Linked DNA regions of Mus musculus: regions 1 and 3 are each linked to region 2. The links are chromatin contacts, called in public Micro-C and promoter capture Hi-C maps. All regions are on one chromosome and are shown on one strand. Each heading gives the region's core, a stretch centred on a gene start, on an enhancer-like site or on the middle of the called end of the contact. The rest is flanking DNA. Distances are from core to core; before and after follow the strand shown. Region 1 overlaps Hrh2 (histamine receptor H2). Region 2 holds the start of Msx2 (msh homeobox 2). Region 3 holds the start of Cplx2 (complexin 2).

Region 1 (2,983 bases), core at 403-2,902, 740 kb before region 2:
GACAGGTGTGGACTGGACTCTTAGTTCTGTCATGTCTGAAAAGGTGGTGGCCCAATGCCAATTGGTTTGTCTCTGGGTAGCCTGCTGGTTCAGGGCTACCCTGTGAGAAGCTCTGCTGTTTGCCCAGGGCTATGTGTTGAGAGCACTGGTGTCTAACAAGGGTTTGGTAGACATTTGGTAAGAAGCTCACATCTAGTGATGGAATTGGGGTGGGATGGGTGAGGTGTCCCCCACAATGGGGCTGAGGAGGGGCAGACAGAGCCTCAAGCTAGAAAGATAGGGCTAGTTAGTTTTGTTAACTCTCCCGAGAACCCTACATTGTCTGGCTGTGCCCTGCCCCTCTCCACTCAGGGGAGTCTGGGTCGGCTGCCTTCAAGATTCTTGGTAGGGTTAAAGGCTTTGGGTAAGTTCTGCTCTTGCCTTCAGACAGAGCAGAGAAGACATGCTGTCAGTCAGCAGGGAAGCTGGGAGCTGACCTTACTGAGGGATGAGAAAGCTCACAGTGCCCAGGATGCTCAGAGAGAAAACCTGGCTGTTCTTAGTCTCCTGCAATTCTAAAGAAGTATGTGGGCTCTCTGATCCCTCTTCTCTGCTGAGCCCACCTGCTCACTGTTCTCAGAGGATCAAGACAGACCACAGTTGAGCTCTCCGGGATCCGAGCTCTGGGTCTACTCTGCAGCAAGCACCACCTCTTGGCTGACCATGGCTTTCCCCAGCCTGTACCAAGGGCGACCCTGAGGACTAGAAGAAAATGTGGACCTTCAGACTCACCAGGTACCAGTACCCAGAGACTCCTTAGTAATGGAGCCTCTGGGAATGTCCAACCATGCAGTACTTAGGGAAATTTACTGGACTCTTTGGGTCTAGGTTGCCTGTCTATGAAGTGGAGGTTAGGAGTTAGAGAGCTGCTTCTTGGAGAAAACAGATTCCCAACATCTGTGTCAGGTTCTCACACCTGTCTATCACTTTAGTTCTTGGGAATCTGATGCCCGCTCTTGGCCTCTGCAGATAGCAAATGGAAGGAGTCAGGTGGAACTTAGTCATCTCTGCCAAGTGTGTAATAGGCTGCTAAGAAACTTGAAGGAATGGTTGATACCAAGTAACACACAGGATGAACCAAACAGGACTTGTTTTCTTCTTCTCCTGTCTAGTCTGTAACCCTTGCGTCTTTATTCTTCCTCCACGGTGAACTCAATCAACTTTGTGAAAGAAGTGGGGTGATGTGATTGAGGGGAGTATTTTATCCGTCAGGATGGGACAAGGAAGCCTCCAGGTGCGGGACACCCTGTGTGGCCTTGGAGGACGGACTTGATAGTGAGGGATGGGGGTGGGGGTTGGGGAAGGTCCAGAGGCTAGAATGATACAATTTGTGACACTGTAGCAAGAGTTCAGGAACAATAAGGTTTTCTCCAGAGGGAAGGAGGAGAGGAGCAGGTGTGCAGCCTATAGGAGGACCTGCCTATGGAAGGGCGTGGCAATGGCAGTTCTAAGCGCAGCTGTTCCTCAGAACTCAGAGCCTACCATCAGGGCTTGCAAATGAATGGATAATGAAAGGAATGACTGGGTAGGCGCCATTGACTAGCACTGTAGGGGGCTAAGGCGTGGTTTATGGGAAGAGAAAGAGAAACCACCTTCATTGAGCAACTCCTCTGTTAGGCGCTTGACCCTCTTAATGCCTCAAGCAGGCGCTGGCTCTGCACACATCTAGCTTCCTCACTGCCTCCCGAGACAGGGCCTTGGGTCCTTGCAACACCCTGCAGTGACTTTGTCCTTCAGTGAGTTTATTGAAATCTCATCTTGATTCTGTTTCTCTTCCTAGCCTGGACACTTCCCATGCTCCCACTCTTACTGCACTCTTCTTACCCAGTGTTCTACAGGTTTTGTTTGTTTTGTTGTTGTTAAGTAGCCTACAAGATTTTGCTTTTCTCTCTTCCCCAACCCATGGATCAACGCAATTCCCTTCTTAAATATCTACAGGCTCACTTCGCTAGCTCACATCAAAGAGGTCACAATAGCCTTCTCTCCACAACCCAGATCTGCTAACCACGTCCTCCTTTCTGAAACCCAGCTATATGAAGTCCACTTGTCCCTAGTCCTTGTGTCTGTCCCTCCCTAAATTCTACACACAAGGCCCACATTTGCGGTTCTACTGAGGCCACACCTTCCAACCTCTGCCATTCTCATCCCCTACTGACTGGAACACTCCCCAAGGAAGAAGCGATTTGCATATGACTTTTGCATGCTCCGCCCCCCCCCCCCCCCACCAGGGTATAACTGATCACTCACAATTCCTGAGTTGCAGAGTTGGGCCTTACTTAGGCTACCTGATGGAAAGGCAGTTATGTTAGAAAGAAGGGCCTCAGAGCTCTGGAGTGAGTAACATTCTGTCAAGCTCCGTGGATCTTGGTAAGATCTCTGTTACCTTTAACGTGGCCTTTTAAAAAGGAAGGTAAATGGTCTACCTAAGAGGATGAGAGATGATTTCTGTAAAATGCTCACGAACCGGTCTCAGCATCATCTACACAGAGGGTGGGGTGTCTCCCAGCACTTCCAACCCACACCACTTACCTGACTGGGCTTCCCTGGGGGTGTGTGAGTTCTGTCCCACTCCACACCTGAAGCTTCAGGGGCTTCTCCTCCTGCCATCTACCTTCTCGGCTTTGGCTCCTGGACAGCAGAGAGTTGTTCAACCTCAGGGAAGTTTTGTGAGAGTTGTGGCTTGCAAGCTTGCAGTGGAAGAGCTGTTGGTACGCCATGCGGAAGTCTCTGTTGAGGGTGGCGTACAGGATGGGGTTCAGGGCTGAATTGGCATAACCCAACCATAGGACGATACCCTCGACCACCTCGTTCACAGCGTCATCCCCTCTCAGTCCACGGTAAACGAAGGCAGTGAAGTAAGGAAACCAGCAGACGATGAATGCTCCCATGACGGCAGCCAGGGTCACGGTGGCTTTGTGTTCTCTGATGGTGGCTGCCTTCCAGG
Region 2 (2,700 bases), core at 73-2,572:
GTTGTTTGCAGCGATCTTTCTGCTCCTGCTGGCTTGCGGGCAAGGGAGGTGCAGAATTATTTCAGGCCTCTGTCTCAAAACTCTCTTCTTCCATGCATTGATACAGTTGGTCACTGATGCTTTGGGGCTGCAGTTAGATAGAGAGTGTGCTTTAGGGTGGGATCCTGATAGGTATGCTGCTTAAAATTTCAAAGTCAGGTGAGATGAGCTTTCCCCAAAGATATTCAGGCTTTGGGTTTGCAAAGTCGAACCCTGTTATTTGCAGAGAGAATAAAGACACTAAATGTCACAAATACCCTTCTCCCCTGCCCATCACCTCCCAAGGCAGATGCTATCCTGACACCTGAACTCCAATGACAAACACAAACTCAAAAAAAAAAAAAAAAAAAAAAAACCTCATGAGCACACTTTTGCACGGGCCTAGAGAGGAGACTCAAGGGGTGAGAAAATATCCCCATTGACAGTTTCTAAAACTTGTCCTGTTTGGACAGAGTATGAAATGGAGATCATTTGTGTAAATTAGCTGCCAGGAACCAATGGGCGCTGGGTCTGCTGGTGCACACCTACACTCTCAACACCAGGGACGAAGCCAGTGGGGTAGCAAGTTCAGGACCATCTTGGGTAAGATAGGGAGCGACTTCTAAGCTAGCCAGAGCTGGAGAGCAAGAGTCTGTTTTAAAGGAAAAAAAAAGGGAGAAAGGGTAGAGATTAGTTGAATATCCCTTGACCACCTCTCAGCCTTTCTCATCTTTGTCCCTTTTCTTAAGGAATGAGTTACAGCTAATGTCTTGGAACACTCTCCAAAGATAAGACAACTAAGGACCATGCCTAAACTATTTCTATTAGTAAAGATGCTGCTATTGTTTTCCATTATAGTTACAAAGATACACTAGTTTGAGCTCATAGTGGGAGCTTTATAAATGTTCCATGCCCTCCGCAGATTTCCAACATTCTCAGGCGGGAGCGTGTGGGATCGGCACCAGAAACACTTTAAAGAGGGGTTAAAAGACAAGAAATGAGACTCGGCAAGCTTCCTCTTTAAACAATCGGCTTTAATTACGCCTTAGACTTTTCAGTTTGGGCGATTATAACCCTTGAGGGATCGCCTAATAACAACTCTGCTGACTGCTCCTGTAATTAACTCCTAATTTATTTCAAACGGGGCGGGGGAAGGGCCCCAAGCCTCTCCAGGGAGAGCCAATCGGTGGCGAGCGTCCGTGGCGTCAGGAGCAGGGCCGTCGCCAGTTGGTTGAGCCGAGTCTCCCACTTCCCCTCGGAGGACAGGCTGGGCTCCCAGCGCGCCCCTGCCGGCTCCCCCCCCAAAAGTTGGAGTCTTCGCTTGAGAGTTGCCAGCGGAGTCGCGCGCCGACAGCTACGCGGCGCAGAAAGTCATGGCTTCTCCGACTAAAGGCGGTGACTTGTTTTCGTCGGATGAGGAGGGCCCCGCGGTACTGGCCGGCCCGGGTCCCGGGCCTGGAGGAGCCGAGGGCAGCGCAGAGGAACGCAGGGTCAAGGTCTCCAGCCTGCCCTTCAGCGTGGAGGCGCTCATGTCCGACAAGAAGCCGCCCAAGGAATCGCCCGCGGTGCCACCCGACTGCGCCTCGGCTGGCGCTGTCCTGCGGCCGCTGCTGCTGCCGGGACACGGCGTCCGGGACGCTCACAGTCCCGGGCCTCTCGTCAAGCCCTTCGAGACCGCCTCGGTCAAGTCGGAAAATTCCGAAGACGGAGCACCGTGGATACAGGAGCCCGGCAGATACTCCCCGCCGCCCAGTGAGTGCGCGTCTGGGACGGGATCCGGGCTGGACCAGCGCGAGGGGTCCCAGAGGGGCTGGGGAACGGGTGTTAACAGGATGATGCTCTTGACCCCCCTGGTACCCCAGTTCAGCGGGCGGTCCGCATCCCAGAATCCCTAGCTTCGAGGAATCTGCAGTACCTGAGCGCTGGCTGGCATTTGAAAACCAAACCAAGTTGTTGATTTCTGCAGTCCTTAGCCCCCTGCTCCGAAAACTTCATATTTGTGTACCTGCCCGGGAAATAGGGGAGAGTCGCTGTTTTGTTTTGTTGAGTCAGGGTCTCCTGTGGCCCGTGCTGGTATGCAGCTCAGGATGGTCTTGAACTCGTCATCTTACTCCACCACCTAAGTACTAGAATAACTGGTGTGCACCACCACACCGGGCTGGGATCCACTTTAAATGAGTATTGAAATGTGGTTTTGCTGGCCTTCAAAATATACAGGCAGCCCCATGAAGTTCACCCCACTATAAAGACTAGACAACTGGAAGTTAACCAGACATGGAGCAGACATACTTGGTAGTCTTCGAACTCCAGTGTCCATCCTATGAAGGGAAGGTGGCAGGCAGAGACTGATTCGGAAAGGAAGCTTCTTGTATTCTAGTCCGTTGTTGGTTAGGTTCTGCGTGTTGCAGGGAGCTAGTTTGGGCCAGACCCTCGTGGGCTCTCCTGGGTTCACAGTAATAATTAACAGCATTCCTTCAGAACTTGAGAATGTACAGTGAGGTGGCCACAAGTTCGCCAGATTTGGCTGCTTGCTAGAACCTCAAAGTACAGGCAGAGGCATGCCACCTGTGGCTACCCCTTCAGACTTGGTGGCTAGTGCTTAGAGGATTGCTCTTGCTTGGTCCAGGTTACCATTCATACTTGCAATGGGCATGGGGGTCTGGTGTCCATGCTCTCTGCCCC
Region 3 (3,020 bases), core at 432-2,931, 900 kb before region 2:
GAGCTACCAGGAGGACCGCGGGAGAGAGGGCCTGCAGATTGTGTGCAGTTGAGAATTTGGGCCTCACCGCCAGGAGGCGCTCCTCAGCGGTGCTGCGGAAAGCTGCCGTCTGTCTCCGCGCGGGAAGGAAGCTGGTGGGGGTGGAGGATGGTGCTGCTGGTAGGGTGTTGGACTGGGGGAAAGGGGGAGGGGGTGTAGGTAGGCTGATGCAAATGTTTCCATGCTGCCAGTCACCGGGGACCCAGGGCAGGCCCCTCATCTTTCCTCCAGACCCCACACTCCCACACCCCTGCTGTCAGTCCCAGCCAAAGGCAGCTAAGGCACCTGCTCTAGTTCCAGTTCGAGTCCCAGAAACCGGGCCCCTCCTTCTGACAAGCACACATGAGCACCTGCAGTGTTTGTCTTTGCGGCTGTTTTTCTCTGATTCAAGTACGGGCTACAATCACAACTCAATTCAACACTCCGTTGTTTTTTTGTTTTTTGTTTTTTTGCAAGGGACTCCACGCTAATGGCAGTGGCTGAGACAGAGGACGTCTCCCCTACTTCCCCACCCCACGCCCCTAGCAGCAAGACGTCTCAGAGGTGGCGGGGAGGGTGTGTGTGTGTGGGGGGGGGGGGGCGGGGGGTGCAGCGAGGTCCGGCCAGAGTAAAAGGATCAGTCGTCTGGGTCATGAAAGTGCGGGGGTTTTCCCCCCACAGAAGAGAGGGCAGGCTTCCAGGCGCCGCTCCCCCGGCCCTCATGGAGACCAACAGCTCTGCCCTGGGGCCCTTAGTTGGTCAGTGCGTGTCCCCTTCCCCCAACACTTGCCTCTCAATTCTGAACCTTCGCCTGCTCTTAAACTTTGCCAGGGAGAGGAGGGTCTGAGACTGAGGAGCAGCCTGTGACCCTGCACAGGCTCGTGCTACTCCAACAGCGCTCCTGCGGGAAGAGGACAAATAGCCCCCCTGCCCCCCACCGACGTGGCCTCTCCTCTCTCCACCTGGCCTCTGCCACCCTCGGGTTCCCTTGGGAACCGAACTCTACCCCTCGGGGTGACTCTCTGCTCCTGTAGCAGAGGGTCCGGGAGGGCTTCAGGGGTAGCCACACCCCAAGCAGCCGAGGACCACGTCCCCCACCCTAGTCTTGCGGGCTCGAAGTTGTTCTCCAGGTTCACACTTGAGTCTCCGCACTCGGGGCGGTCGGAGCTCCCCAAGCCCCACTGCTCCGGGTGCGCATCTGCCCACATCTTCCTGCCCCGAGTCTGCAGCTCCAGCGGTCCCCCTGGCCTCCGCGGGGAGCTGTCCCTTCAGCACCACAGCGAGCGGGTAGGGGCCGCAGTCCCAGCGCAGCGCCCCGCGGTCTTGGGGAGCCCCTCAAAGCTACACTGCCCGGCTTCCCCGCTGTTCCGGAGCCAGAGCGTTCCCCCACTGCCCCCAGCCCGGCTCCGCCTCCCCGGCCCACGGCCAGCACCGACCTGGTGGTCCCAGCAACCGTCTAAGCCACTGCAGGGCTCCGGCTGACTCCAGCAGGCGGTGCCGTGTGCTCAGCCAGCTCGCGCCGCTGCCTGGTGTAACTCCGCCAGGCAAGCTGGGGCCGAGGCTGCTGCCGCGGGCGGGCGGATGCCTAAGGCGCCCTCCAATCACGCCCCTCAGCCAGGCCCTGACGCCGTACAGCTTCTCTTCCAGAAGGGAAATTCAAAACCTCTCTCTCTCTCTCTCTCTCTCTCTCTCTCTCTCTCTCTCTCTTCCCTCCCTCTCTCTCTCCCTCCCTTTTCCTCCCTCCTGCACTCCCTCCCTTTTCTCCCCTCTCTTTCCTGTTCCCCCTCTCTTCATTCTCCTTTCCCTCTCACTGTCTCCTCCCCCTCATTTTCCCCTCTCTTCCTTATCTCCTTTCTACTCTTTTATTCTCTCCGCGTTAAGCTGTACCGATCTGCCTGCAGCTAGGCTTCATTCCCAACTCCTCCGTGTTCAAGAACCACAAGCTCGAAGGTTTGGAAGGGCTTTGGGGGCACGAGTGGAAGAAAGGATTTTAAAAGCAGAAACTCAAGTAATCACCTCTTCAGGAAAGTTCTCTTTGGTTACTCTGGGCACACTACGATAGGCACACTCCCGTTGGGGTGCCCAATTCCCTAAAGGAGCCCCAGTTTCAATCACCCCTTCTTTGTGCCTGGGAGCGGCTTCTGGACTAGACAGTCCACTGTCACATCGTTTCTGCAGTTTATGACTGTAGTGTCCAGCTATGCGCTCACTCCAGAACCACTGGTGTGTGGGATGAGGAAGGCCCTCCTAGTGGGTGAGTGGCTCTCTGCTCTGGACCCAGAAGCAGAAAGACTGCTGCAAAATTGCAGCGGGAACCCTAGGTGAGCTACTCCTGGTCTTCTGTAGATGTGTTATCCTCGGAAGAAGGAATAGTTCTCTGGTTATGTTATTCTAGAAGGCGCTGCTTTCCCTCCTAAGCCCAGGGAAGAGAAGGGAGTAGACAACAGGGGGACCCCTACTACTCGCTCAGCCTCCCCCCATACTCATCTTTCCCCCTCTCTCCTAATGAGCCTCTCCTTTCTGCCTGCCACCTATTGGCTCCCCGCCCCTTCTTTTCATCCAGCCAGAGGTGTAGGAAAATGGCTCCAGTGGGGAGGGCCTTGCACCTGGCCTTTGGAAGCAGTGCAGAAGTTCATGCATCCATCAGAGCTATGTCAGAGTGGGGATGACTTCTGCTTCTGAGATGAGATGGCTTCTCTCCCAGGAGCAAGAGCTGCAAGCTGCGGTAGGGCAGAATCCAGGGAGGGAAAGGAGGGGTTCACAGTAGATGCCTTAACGTGGGAGAAACCTTACAAGTCAGAAGACATCAGTGTGCACCCCCTGCTCCCCTGCAGACCAGGAGCTTTGTATGATGGCAGGGCCCCTCTATTTAGGTGGCCTAAAGTGTGTGTGTGTGTGTGTGTGTCACACGCTCCTGTTTCATTAGAGACACTTAGACTGGCCACTAATGCCCAAAGGGAGTTGGAAGCCAAGAGATCTGACATTTTAAGACCTGCAATCTT

Evidence for each region. Promoter capture Hi-C pulls out the DNA fragments that hold promoters and counts their contacts. A called contact is a pair of places that touch in the nucleus more often than the background predicts.
Region 1: a contact with region 2 is called in a Micro-C map of embryonic stem cells, with 2.6 times the contacts expected there. The contact joins the enhancer-like site here to the promoter of Msx2 in region 2. A contact is called at or near these places in 1 of 39 promoter capture datasets (embryonic stem cells), 6 of 484 Hi-C or Micro-C datasets (all in embryonic stem cells), 1 of 115 datasets of contacts at active chromatin or transcription factors (embryonic stem cells) and 1 of 9 other capture datasets (embryonic stem cells).
Region 3: a promoter capture Hi-C map of embryonic stem cells shows a contact between it and region 2, with 8 read pairs. The contact joins the promoter of Cplx2 here to the promoter of Msx2 in region 2. A contact is called at or near these places in 1 of 39 promoter capture datasets (embryonic stem cells), 1 of 484 Hi-C or Micro-C datasets (embryonic stem cells) and 1 of 115 datasets of contacts at active chromatin or transcription factors (embryonic stem cells).

The regions. Positions count from the first base shown.
Region 1 is chr13:54,214,665-54,217,647 of GRCm38.p6, reverse strand. It overlaps Hrh2 (histamine receptor H2), which reads right to left. Exons shown (of 3, transcript NM_001010973.2): 2 at 2,569-2,983. Among named protein-coding and RNA genes, the nearest start is that of Gm16578, 6.9 kb to the left of the region's middle. Within about 2 kb of position 1,652, at least 31 of the 459 cell types and tissues checked have an H3K27ac peak or open chromatin away from gene starts, as enhancers often do. A contact at or near this core is called in embryonic stem cells, where this site is marked.
Region 2 is chr13:53,471,402-53,474,101 of GRCm38.p6, reverse strand. It overlaps Msx2 (msh homeobox 2), which reads left to right and starts at 1,322. Exons shown (of 2, transcript NM_013601.2): 1 at 1,322-1,770. The coding sequence starts at 1,392. Gm33763 (a long non-coding RNA gene) reads right to left here. Exons shown (of 4, transcript XR_873406.2): 2 at 1-127.
Region 3 is chr13:54,370,010-54,373,029 of GRCm38.p6, reverse strand. It overlaps Cplx2 (complexin 2), which reads right to left and starts at 1,681. Exons shown (of 4, transcript NM_009946.3): 1 at 1,455-1,681. The region is part of intron 1 of LOC115488208 (a long non-coding RNA gene); the gene reads left to right.